Linked DNA regions of Anas platyrhynchos: region 1 is linked to region 2. Evidence: chromatin contacts called from public Hi-C data. All regions are on one chromosome and are shown on one strand. The core of a region is the stretch at or near the end of the contact, and the rest is flanking DNA. Distances in the headings are between cores, read along the strand shown.

Region 1 (4,537 bases), core at 1,465-3,964, 86 kb after region 2:
TCAATCAGAGGGAACCAGTGCTTGGGTAGGAGCCAGCAGCTCCCCAGCCCCCCAGCAGCCCCTCCAGAAGGGCTCCCCGCCAGGAGCTCCCCGCAGCAGCAGCACGTGAGTGAGAACAGCCCCCGGGCTGCCTGGTGCAGGGCTCAGCGTCCCCACAGGGTGATGGCCACAGGATGGGGACCCCGCTCTTCAGAAACGGGGATCAGCAGCTGGAATGGCCACAAAGCCTGTCTCTGCAGATTTCTGCCTCTGGGTCACGGGCTAATGCCAGCTAACAGCACAGGGAGTTATCAAATCAGCAGTTGTCGGAATGGATAAGTCTGATCGTTCTCGTCCCTCTTTGCCTAAACCTGTCTGCATACCTTCCTGCCGTGTTGACACAGTCTCCAAGGTTTGGAAAGACTCCTGCTTCCCCACACCAGGAGCTCAAACAGCCATTCGGAGGAGCCCCAGCCTCTCCTCAGCATCCCTGAGGATGCAGGTGGTCGGCTGCACCCCTGCTGGCTGTGTCCCCTGGGGAGCCAGGGCTCCATCCTAGGCTCCTAGCCTCAGCTCCTCAAAAAATGCCCTAAAATCAGGAGAGGTGACTCAGCCCCTTCCTCACCCATCAGGCAGCTGCTCAGGAATTTTCTGTCCTTTTCCTTTTCCTAAAGAAAAATGCGGTTGTGCCCAGCCACGCTTCGCAGCTCGGTGACCTTTAAGGCTGACTGTCTGCTGGGAAAGCAGGAAACAAACAGATTTGTTTGGTTCAGTTTGATCCGACTCAAAATATTTTTGGTTGTGGTCCTGATCCAAAGTGTTTCATCTCAGATCAGTTCCACATTAATCCGTAATTCCCTGGCAGGCTGCGCTGCCAGCAGCGCGGTAGCTGGGATGCTGCTCCCTCCCGCGGCCCGGGAGCCCTGCAGCCGCTCCGAGCAGCTCGGGCCAGGTGTGCCACCAGGGACACAGCTCAGCAGGAGCATTTTCCAGTGCGTGTCGGGTCCTGGCTGTGGCACAGAGCCGCTCAGCACCCGCTCTCAGCCACCAGGCAGCCCTTGGTGGCTCAGCAGGAGGCTCCTCTGAAGCAGCTCCTCGCTGCAAGCTTTTACTCGCTTCCCTCTGCCCTGGGACTGTCCAATTTCTTTCCAGCAATTGATCCATCACCTTGTCTTCTCAGCACATGTGCGGGCACAGGAGGACCCTGAGCCCTGCTTGGACGGACAAAAAACCACTTTGCTGAGCCGGTCTCATCAGCACAAGGCAGCTCATTGATCAGAGCGCGGAGGCACGGGGCTGGAGGCCAGTGCTGCCAGCAGCAAAGCAGGGCTGCAGAGAGGTGTTAGCTCTGTCTGCTTGTCCCACACCTCTCCCTGGGGCCAGCCCGGCTGAAGGCATTGTGCTCCCAGCACGGGAGGTGCTGGTAGAGCTGGGACCTGTGTGCGGGGCTGCTCCCAGCAGCTGTGGGTGGCACTGGGAAGAGCTGCTGTGACAAGGGGCGATTGTGTTGTCTCCTTCTTTCAGCCATGGATGCCCTTGGGCCCAAATGGAAAGGGTTTGGGTAATGTAAGGACATCATCCTATCATCCTTCCCTGGGGCAGGATGTGTGTGCAGGTGTGCAGTCAAAAAAAACAAGGAAGGATCCCAATGAGCACCACAAACCTTTGTGGTCCAGCATGGCCTGCAGCCCACACGTGGGGCAGAGGGAAGGTGTTTCCTTCAGCAACACCCATACCTCAACAGCAACACTTCAGTGCCCCCATTTCCCAACGTCCTGCAAAATGTGTTCATGCACGGATCACTCTCAGCCTCAGGAGGCAGGGGTGCACACAGCCACCAAGAAAGACTTTCAGGTTGGTGCTGCAGCCAAAATCTGATGGTGTCTGGGTGTCTAGGCCTGCCCCGATGAGACAGCGAGCACATACCATCATCTCCAGCAGGCCGAGATCCCAGGAGCAGCTTTACAAAGGAAAACATCTGAAGGCTCAATACTGTGCTGCTCAGCCCCTGGACACATCCCCGCTGTCCTGCCTGCTTCTTAACCACCCCTGCTCTCCAGGCCAGCTTCTCCACGGGAGCACAAGCAGCAGTGTTATGCCCCTGAATAATTTGTCCCCTGAGCACCCAGTTCCCTGAACCCATCTCCTGTTAAAAGACTTGCTGCACATCTCTTTGACTCAGCCACCCCTGTGCGCATCACACAGCTCCCACGTGCCGTGGCACCTATCCACGTGCACCCCCCGGTAGAGGGGCAATTCACACTTGGGAGGAGAGAAACCCAGATGGAAAAGCACCTGGCACGATTATGCCCACATGCTCAAAATCACCTGCATTAACAACCTCTCCTTGGCAAGTGGGTGTCGGGCAGGGGTGTCTCAGGGTGCTGGGCAGACAGTTTTGGAGTATCAGGAGCGTGGAGATGCTGTGCTGGGGATCCAGCAGCTCCTGCAGGCTCTGTGGGGGTTACAGCCTGCTCACTTGCTCATGCTTTCTGTATTCTGACTCCCTTTTCAAATTTTTGCAGTTCTTTGTCTAGAACCACCTTCACTGCTCTCAGCACTGAGCTTTCTTCCCAACTCAACTGTAACTTGCTTTGTTTTGTTCCGTTTATCTTTCCAAGGACGCTTTGCCTGGTTTTCCTTATCTCGCCTGTTCTTCTTAGAGAGCCTTGAATCGCAGCAGAGCAGCCCCGCTGCTCACTGTTTTTGTGGTTTATGATGTGATATTTGTGCTAACCGTCACCCACGCCAACTACAGGCTGCCTGACCTGCCCTGTCCCTCGCTGAGTGCTGTGGGAAGGGCAGCTGGGCACACAGAAGGGAAGGGAACAGTGACCTTGCCTAATCCCATAGATCAGGCACAGTTTATTGACGTAGGATGAAGAACCAAAGCACAGCACCGTGCTGCAGGACTGGGCTAGCCTTCATCTTCTACTTTACTGCCACAAACTGAAATTCCATATAGCCAGGAAAGCTGAGCAGCCCAGAAACAGTTTGGGTCACCTCTCCCATCGTGTCTGTCCTCTGCTGGTTGGAGTCCAGTGGGAAGTGTGCTCTGCAGTCTCAGGCCAGCTGCTGCAAATCAGCATCTGCTGACTGCTTCCAATGGCATAGAAATAGTTTACACCAAGAGAAGATCCTGTCCAGGAACCAGGAAGCATTGTTCTCATTACCTCGGCAATGCTTTCGGTTGCAAGCTGTCCAACGGGGAATGGTGGAGCTGGCTGTTTCGGTCTGGTTTGCGACAGAAATGAAACTTATGCAATCACTCTATTTATGTCTCTTCATCTATCCCCAGCAGCTCGGGAGCCCGCTGACCTGTTTCACCCAAATCTGACACAGAGGCCAAGAGCCATAAAACACAGTGGATAACACTGAGAAATGACCGAGAACACCAGGATGTGACGCAGAGAAGTAGCCCCCTTTCTTGGGAGAGCAGCGCCCAAGAAGGGCAGGTAGCATTAAGCACATCTAGGCCCCAGAACAGGAGGAAGGGCCACGATTTCCTTACCCTTTCAGGCAGGTTTCACAGATCACTTTTCTCCACTCAGAACACAATCCAGGGGAAACAACTGATGTCAGTGACTGACACCATAGCGCTTGAGCTGCTCAGAGGAAGAAGCACAAAAATAATACACGTTCAGTATTTATCTAACACTGGCCAAGGGCAAAGTCAACAAACAGCCTTGGGATCTCTCAGGAGACTCGAAGCCAACAGTCCCAGCCTGCTCAGAATGGACACGGGACGCATTGACTTTGGCAGCGCTGGCTGCTGCATGCTGTCACATCAACAAACATCCCCGCACGGCTATCTGAAGGAGGCGAACAGTCGTGGGATGCGGAGGGGGACGTTGTTTGCTAGGCAGAAACAAAGGAGAGAGAAAAATCAGTCTTATAAATAATACCACTCCACCTTACAATGTGCCCATTAATAATGAAAAGGAGGAGCACGGCCAGGGGAGGCTGTCCCAGATGCTGCCCAGAAGATGCAGCAGTGCTGATGTGCTGTGCACAGCTAACAAGGTGGCACTGCTGATGTGCTCCCACCACCCTTGCTACTGCTCTGCAATTCAGTGTGGACCTCTGCAGTTACTCCTCTCGCAGAACACAGTCCCCTTGCTAGCTAGCACAGAGAGGGATGCAGCTTCGTGCCAGGCTGTGCCTGGAGAGCTAACCTGGGGCAGGGATCCTCCAAGAGGGTGCCTCCTCTCAGACACAGCCGCCTTCCACACATTGGGCTGGTACAGTAGCTTACATGTGGCTCCTGGCAGTGCTGCTACTGCAGGAAATCCACAAACATGAAACTAGGGTTCGCAGTGCAAATTCCACTCGCTCTGAGATGTGAGAAGTCCGAAACAGTCCCTTCAGCTGCTTACATTGAGAAAGGAGGCTTGTTTCCATCATCTCCAGAGAGAGAGAGGCTGCCTGAAATGCAATCAAGGAGCAAACGAGCAGCCCAGGCAGCAGGGAAAAGGCAGGCCATCAGCCTTGAAATGCACATCACAGCATAAAATAGATGACAGCTTGTGAAGGTCCCTCTGAATAGCAGCTGTGCCCT
Region 2 (4,705 bases), core at 955-3,454:
AGAAGGCAGAGGTAAAGGTGCATTCCCCTCCTCCTGCGGGGTGTTTGCACCTCTCCGCAGTGCCCCAGGCAGACCCCATCTGTTCCTGGGGGCAGCAGGGGGGCTCGCACTCCAGAAGAGACCAGGAGTGGGGACAGGCTCCGAACACGGTGTGGGAGGGGAGGTGTCTCTGCCAGGAGGCTGAGGCAGGTGGAGGGCAGAGCATCCTTCAGACGGTAAATGGAAGAGAAAGGAGGGAAGCGCGAGGACTGTGAAACCACCCCGAGGACAAGCTGGTGGCTACACCAGGATGCTCTTCTCTCGGGGGGGTCCCGGCACGGCCGGCACCAGCAGGGGGCAAGCGAGCGCCGCGCATCGCCGCCAGCCCCGGAGCCCCCCCCCGCTGCTCGCTCCCGCTGCAGGTTCCCCGGCGGCTGGATCGGGGGTGCGGGATGCCAGCCCCGAGCAGAGCCGCAGGGACTGCTCCGGCCTCCTGTGCGTGCCCCTGTCCCCCCCCAGCAGCCCCTCGCCAAGAGGGAAGCCTGCCTGGCACGTGGGGAGCAGGGGCTGGATGCTCACGCAGGGCAAGAGCGGTGAAATTTGGGGGGCCACAGGTCCCCGCAGGAAGCAGGGTGTTGGGGACAATGTGCTGCTTTCACCTGCTTCTCCTCCCAGCCCTCCTGCCTGCCTGTCTGAGCAGGGGGTGGCACTGTGTGGGGGGCACTGCTAGGCTGGTGGGTACCCTGCCCTGGTGACACTGGCCTGCTGAGGGACAGACACCAGCACCCAGCAGGGCCCAGCTCCTGCTACAGCAAATCTCCAGCCCCTGCTGACATCCTCAGCACCTCGTGCGCCAAGCCCAGATCCACGTTTTTCTCTTGAGCTCCTTGTGCATTGCTGGAAAGAGGTGATGGAAATGGGGAGCAGTGGAAACGGGGAGCCAGATTCTGTCTTTCTCAGCTGGGCTTTTGCTGATGAGAAGTCTGTTTACACCAGTTCCAGGACTCCCCATACGGTGACCAGTCCCTCTAATGTCACTCGTGACACCCCAGGACAAGGGGTTTGACATCTTCCTCTGAGCATGGAAACTGTGGGAGCTGATGCAGCCCCCGGCTCAGCACCACCCTGTGGCAGCCAGGCCATGCTGGCTCAGCATCGTGGCTCATGTCCGTGATAGTCCTTGTGCTTTCTGGTGGGGAAAATGCCCCCAGGTCAGTCACTGGGACAATTCCAGCTTTGTGGCACCACAGGATCTTGGAGCTGTACCCCTCCCGCCCCCTTTCCTTGGCCATCCCATCCCACTCTGCTTTCAGGCCCATGCACAAAATCCTGCACTTTCCTGAAAATCACGGGCCTCGCTCTGCACCATGCTCACATCTGGCCCACGTGCAAGGCAAACGTGCGGGCTGGCCCTGCATTTGCCTCCCCCTCCAGCATCTGCATTTGGGCTGCGCAGCTTGTGGCTTGGCCTCCTGGCTGTCAAAGTGCTTGAAAGAGATGATGGAGCTACAGCACACCCGTGGCATCTGACTTCAGGAGCTGAGTTTCCCTACCCATCTCCCAGCTCTCCCCTTCCCTGTCACCTGGTGGCTTTCCCGTTGTTTGTGCCTGTCCCCGCCGCTGGAGCTGGGGAAATGCATTTTGCGCATCAAGGCTGCGCGAGCTGCAAACAGCATTTCCCTCGGGCCTTGTGGCCAGCTGGGGTCTCCTCCTCCAGCAAGCATCTGCCAGCCCAGCAGGGGAGAGCAACCCTGCAACCTGCTTCCCCGAAGCAACAGGATGTGGCTAACCAGGTCCTGCGGGAGCGGGCGAGGAGGGCTGGGGGGGGGCTTGCACAGGTGGTCCGTGCCCTGAGTGCAGCGGGTGGGCAGCTCCAGCGCCGCATTGGCACCTTGCCCTCCCCTCCACCTCCCCTGCTCTCTCCTCAAGCCCTTGCCTTCGCTGCAAGGACATCTGCGGGCGGGATGTGGGGCTGTGAGCCTGGGGGCTGTGCCGCAGAGGGGCAGCTAAGCAGGGGGGGGAGATCCAGATCCAGGTTTTCTGCTCCCCTCCTCTGCCTCACACAAATGCTGATTAAGTTCGTTTCACTTTCCTCCCCCCCCTCTCCAGGACTCCTGGAGCCAGCTTGAACGCAGGTGGCCCTGGGGCTGGCTGGGGGGCAGGCAGCTCCTGGGGAAGCCTGGGGGCAGCTGTCCCGGGCTCTGGAGATGCCCCCGTTTCGCCTGCCTCCTGCCCGAGCATCGCAGGCCAAGTCCAGCCTTGGTGCAGCAACACGTGAAAAGCCCCCGCATCACGGGATGGAGCCGATCCTGTAAGAGGGGGCTGCTCACTCCCCGCCTGGTAAATCCCTCTTTTCTTCTGCTCTGGGAAGCAGGGGAAGGATTAGCAGCCACCTTCCTTGCGGCACCAGCTGAGCCCTCGGCTGCCGGGGCTGCTCGCTCCCCGCTCTCAGCCGGGTCGGAGGGCACGACGAGCAGGGCCAGGCGATGGGCACAGCTCGGGCACAGCCCTCTCCCATGCTCAGTTCAGCGTTGGGGGGTTCTCAGGGCTCCGGGGGGCAAGCAGCGCTGCCACCCACCTGCCCCGCTTCGGGCCGGGCAGCGAGCGGCTCGGTGCCCCGACGGGGAGGGCGCTGCGCTCCTTCCCTTCTCTTCCCTTGCCTTCTCTTCTCTTCCTTTCCCTTCCTTCCCTTCCCTTCCGCTCCCTTCTCTCCCCTGCCCGCTCCGCTCCCCGCCCGGCCCCTTCCCGGCCCGCTGCGCTGCGCTGCGCTCCCGGCGGGGCGGCCGCGGCCGCGGGAGGGCGGAGGCAGGGCTGGCAGCGGCGCGGCGGGCGGCGCACACACGCACACACACCTCCCTGCATGTGATTAAATGGCTCGAAATCTGCTTCTGATTTCCTCGGGGAGGTGACTTTTCCCTTCTTTTCAACCCGGGATTTATTGGAGCCTTTTTACTCCGCTTCCAGGCAGCGGCCGGGGCTCAGTTTCTCCACTTCTAGATTATTTCTTTTTTTTTTTTTGTAATTATTTTTTTTTGTTCCTTTTCCTCTCGTTTTCTCCCTTCCCTCCTTCCCTGCCGCCTCCCGCAGCCGGAGCAGACACGGGCAGTGCGGCGGAGCGGGCGGGCGCTGGGGACCCGCCCGCACCGCCGGAGCAGCACTCCCGCTTGGCACAATTTCCCTTTATTTTGCTTTCTCTCGTTTTATTTCCTGGCGAATTGTTACTATTGCATTTTCTTTATTTTTTTTTTCCCTACCCTCCTTTTTTTTTTTATTCTTTTCTTTTTTTTTTTTCTCTTTTTTTTTTCCTGTTGCCATCAGCCAAGGGAAGGGGGAGCGGCCCCCGCTCCCTGCCGCCCGCGCTGCTGCGGCGGCCCCGGCTCCTGTCGCCGCCGCGACCCCCGGACCTGCCACCGGACCGAGCCCGCTACCTGCCCGGCCGCGGTAAGCTGCTCCTCCAACTTCCCGGCACGGCTGCCCCCGCCGAGCAGCTTCCCTTCCCACCGCTCCCTCCCTCGCTGCCTTTTATTCCTCCCTCTCCCCCCCACACCACCCCAACCCCCCCCACCCGCCCTTTTTTTTTCCCGTTTCATCCTTTCGAGCCGGGCTCCGGGCTCGCCAAAAAACGGGACGGAGCCGGGGAAGGGGGTGTGTGTGTGTGTGTGTTTGGGGGGGGTGCCTCCCGCAGCTCCGGGCTCAAAGCTCCGGGCGCTTTGTCCCGGCCCGGCTCGGCCCCGCTCGCTGCCGTTACCCTGGGCGGGGGGCCAGGGGGGGTGCGCGGCGCTGCACGAAGTCCCACAGCCGAGCTGCTCGGGGGGGGGGCTCAGCCGAGCCAGGCTGCCGAGGTGCCAGCCCCGGGGTGGGGGGCGCACGGGGCAGGCACCAGGCGGCCCCGCACCTCGGCTCTGCCCCATCCCAGTGCGGCCACCTCCGGGGCACCCCTGTGCGGGAGGGGGGCTTCCCCCCAGGGAGCGCTCCCCCCGCTCAGCCCCATCGCTTTGAGGGCACCCCAGGCTGCGTGAGACCCCCCTGGGCACCCCCGCACCGTGGCTGGTGTGTGAGCGGGACGTGGGGCAGGGAGAGGGGATGGGAAGCCCGGCTGCGTTTGGTGGGTTTGCCTTTCTGCCTCGGAAATCCTGCTGAAACCTCGTTTCTTCAAAATTCTGTCCCTCCCCTGGCTTCCCCGCCGGAGAGTGGGCGGATGGAAATACCTTTACGGGGGGGAAGGACCAAGTGCCGTGCTGCGGGACGTGGTGCTCAGCAGTCCCCCACAGCCCGGCTCTCAGCATGGAGAGCTGGGTGGGTGAGGAAGGCCCTGGGCAGGAGCAGGGGCAACACGGACGTCCTGCGGCACAGTGGGGCAGTGCCTGTGTGTGCATTCAGCTGGGGATGTGCCCAAGCAGTAGATGAGACAAGAGCCAGGCTGTGGGACCCGTAGCCGGGCTCAGATGACACCAAGGCCAGACCTGGACATGCAAACCCCGGACGGCTGGAGGTGACACCCGTCCTTCTGCTCCCCCACAACCCACAAAGCCTCCCGCTCTCCGAGGGATCGGCGTGCCCTGTAAGCAGTGCAGTGGGGAAGTGGCCTGAGCCGTGCTTCAAACATTCCCTTCAAGGTGGCTGGTTGGATGGTGGGCACCTTTATTTTCTGCAGTATTCCCTCTATAAAACAGAGGGAGCTGCTGTGCTTTTCTGACCGCCCGGTGGAGCGAGCTGGCGAGGGGAC

Evidence for each region. Hi-C and Micro-C count contacts between places; a contact is called where the count stands out from the background.
Region 1: a Hi-C map of F1 follicle shows a contact between it and region 2, with 3 times the contacts expected there. The contact joins the enhancer-like site here to the promoter of NTN3 in region 2. A contact is called at or near these places in 6 of 8 Hi-C or Micro-C datasets (F1 follicle, liver, skeletal muscle and 2 more).

Annotation. Positions count from the first base shown.
Region 1 is chr15:7,857,612-7,862,148 of IASCAAS_PekinDuck_T2T, forward strand. No RefSeq gene overlaps it. Among named protein-coding and RNA genes, the nearest start is that of NME3, 27 kb to the right of the region's middle. Within about 2 kb of position 2,715, at least 3 of the 8 cell types and tissues checked have an H3K27ac peak or open chromatin away from gene starts, as enhancers often do. A contact at or near this core is called in F1 follicle and small yellow follicle, where this site is marked.
Region 2 is chr15:7,771,673-7,776,377 of IASCAAS_PekinDuck_T2T, forward strand. It overlaps NTN3 (netrin 3), which reads left to right and starts at 2,205. Exons shown (of 7, transcript XM_072023812.1): 1 at 2,205-2,319.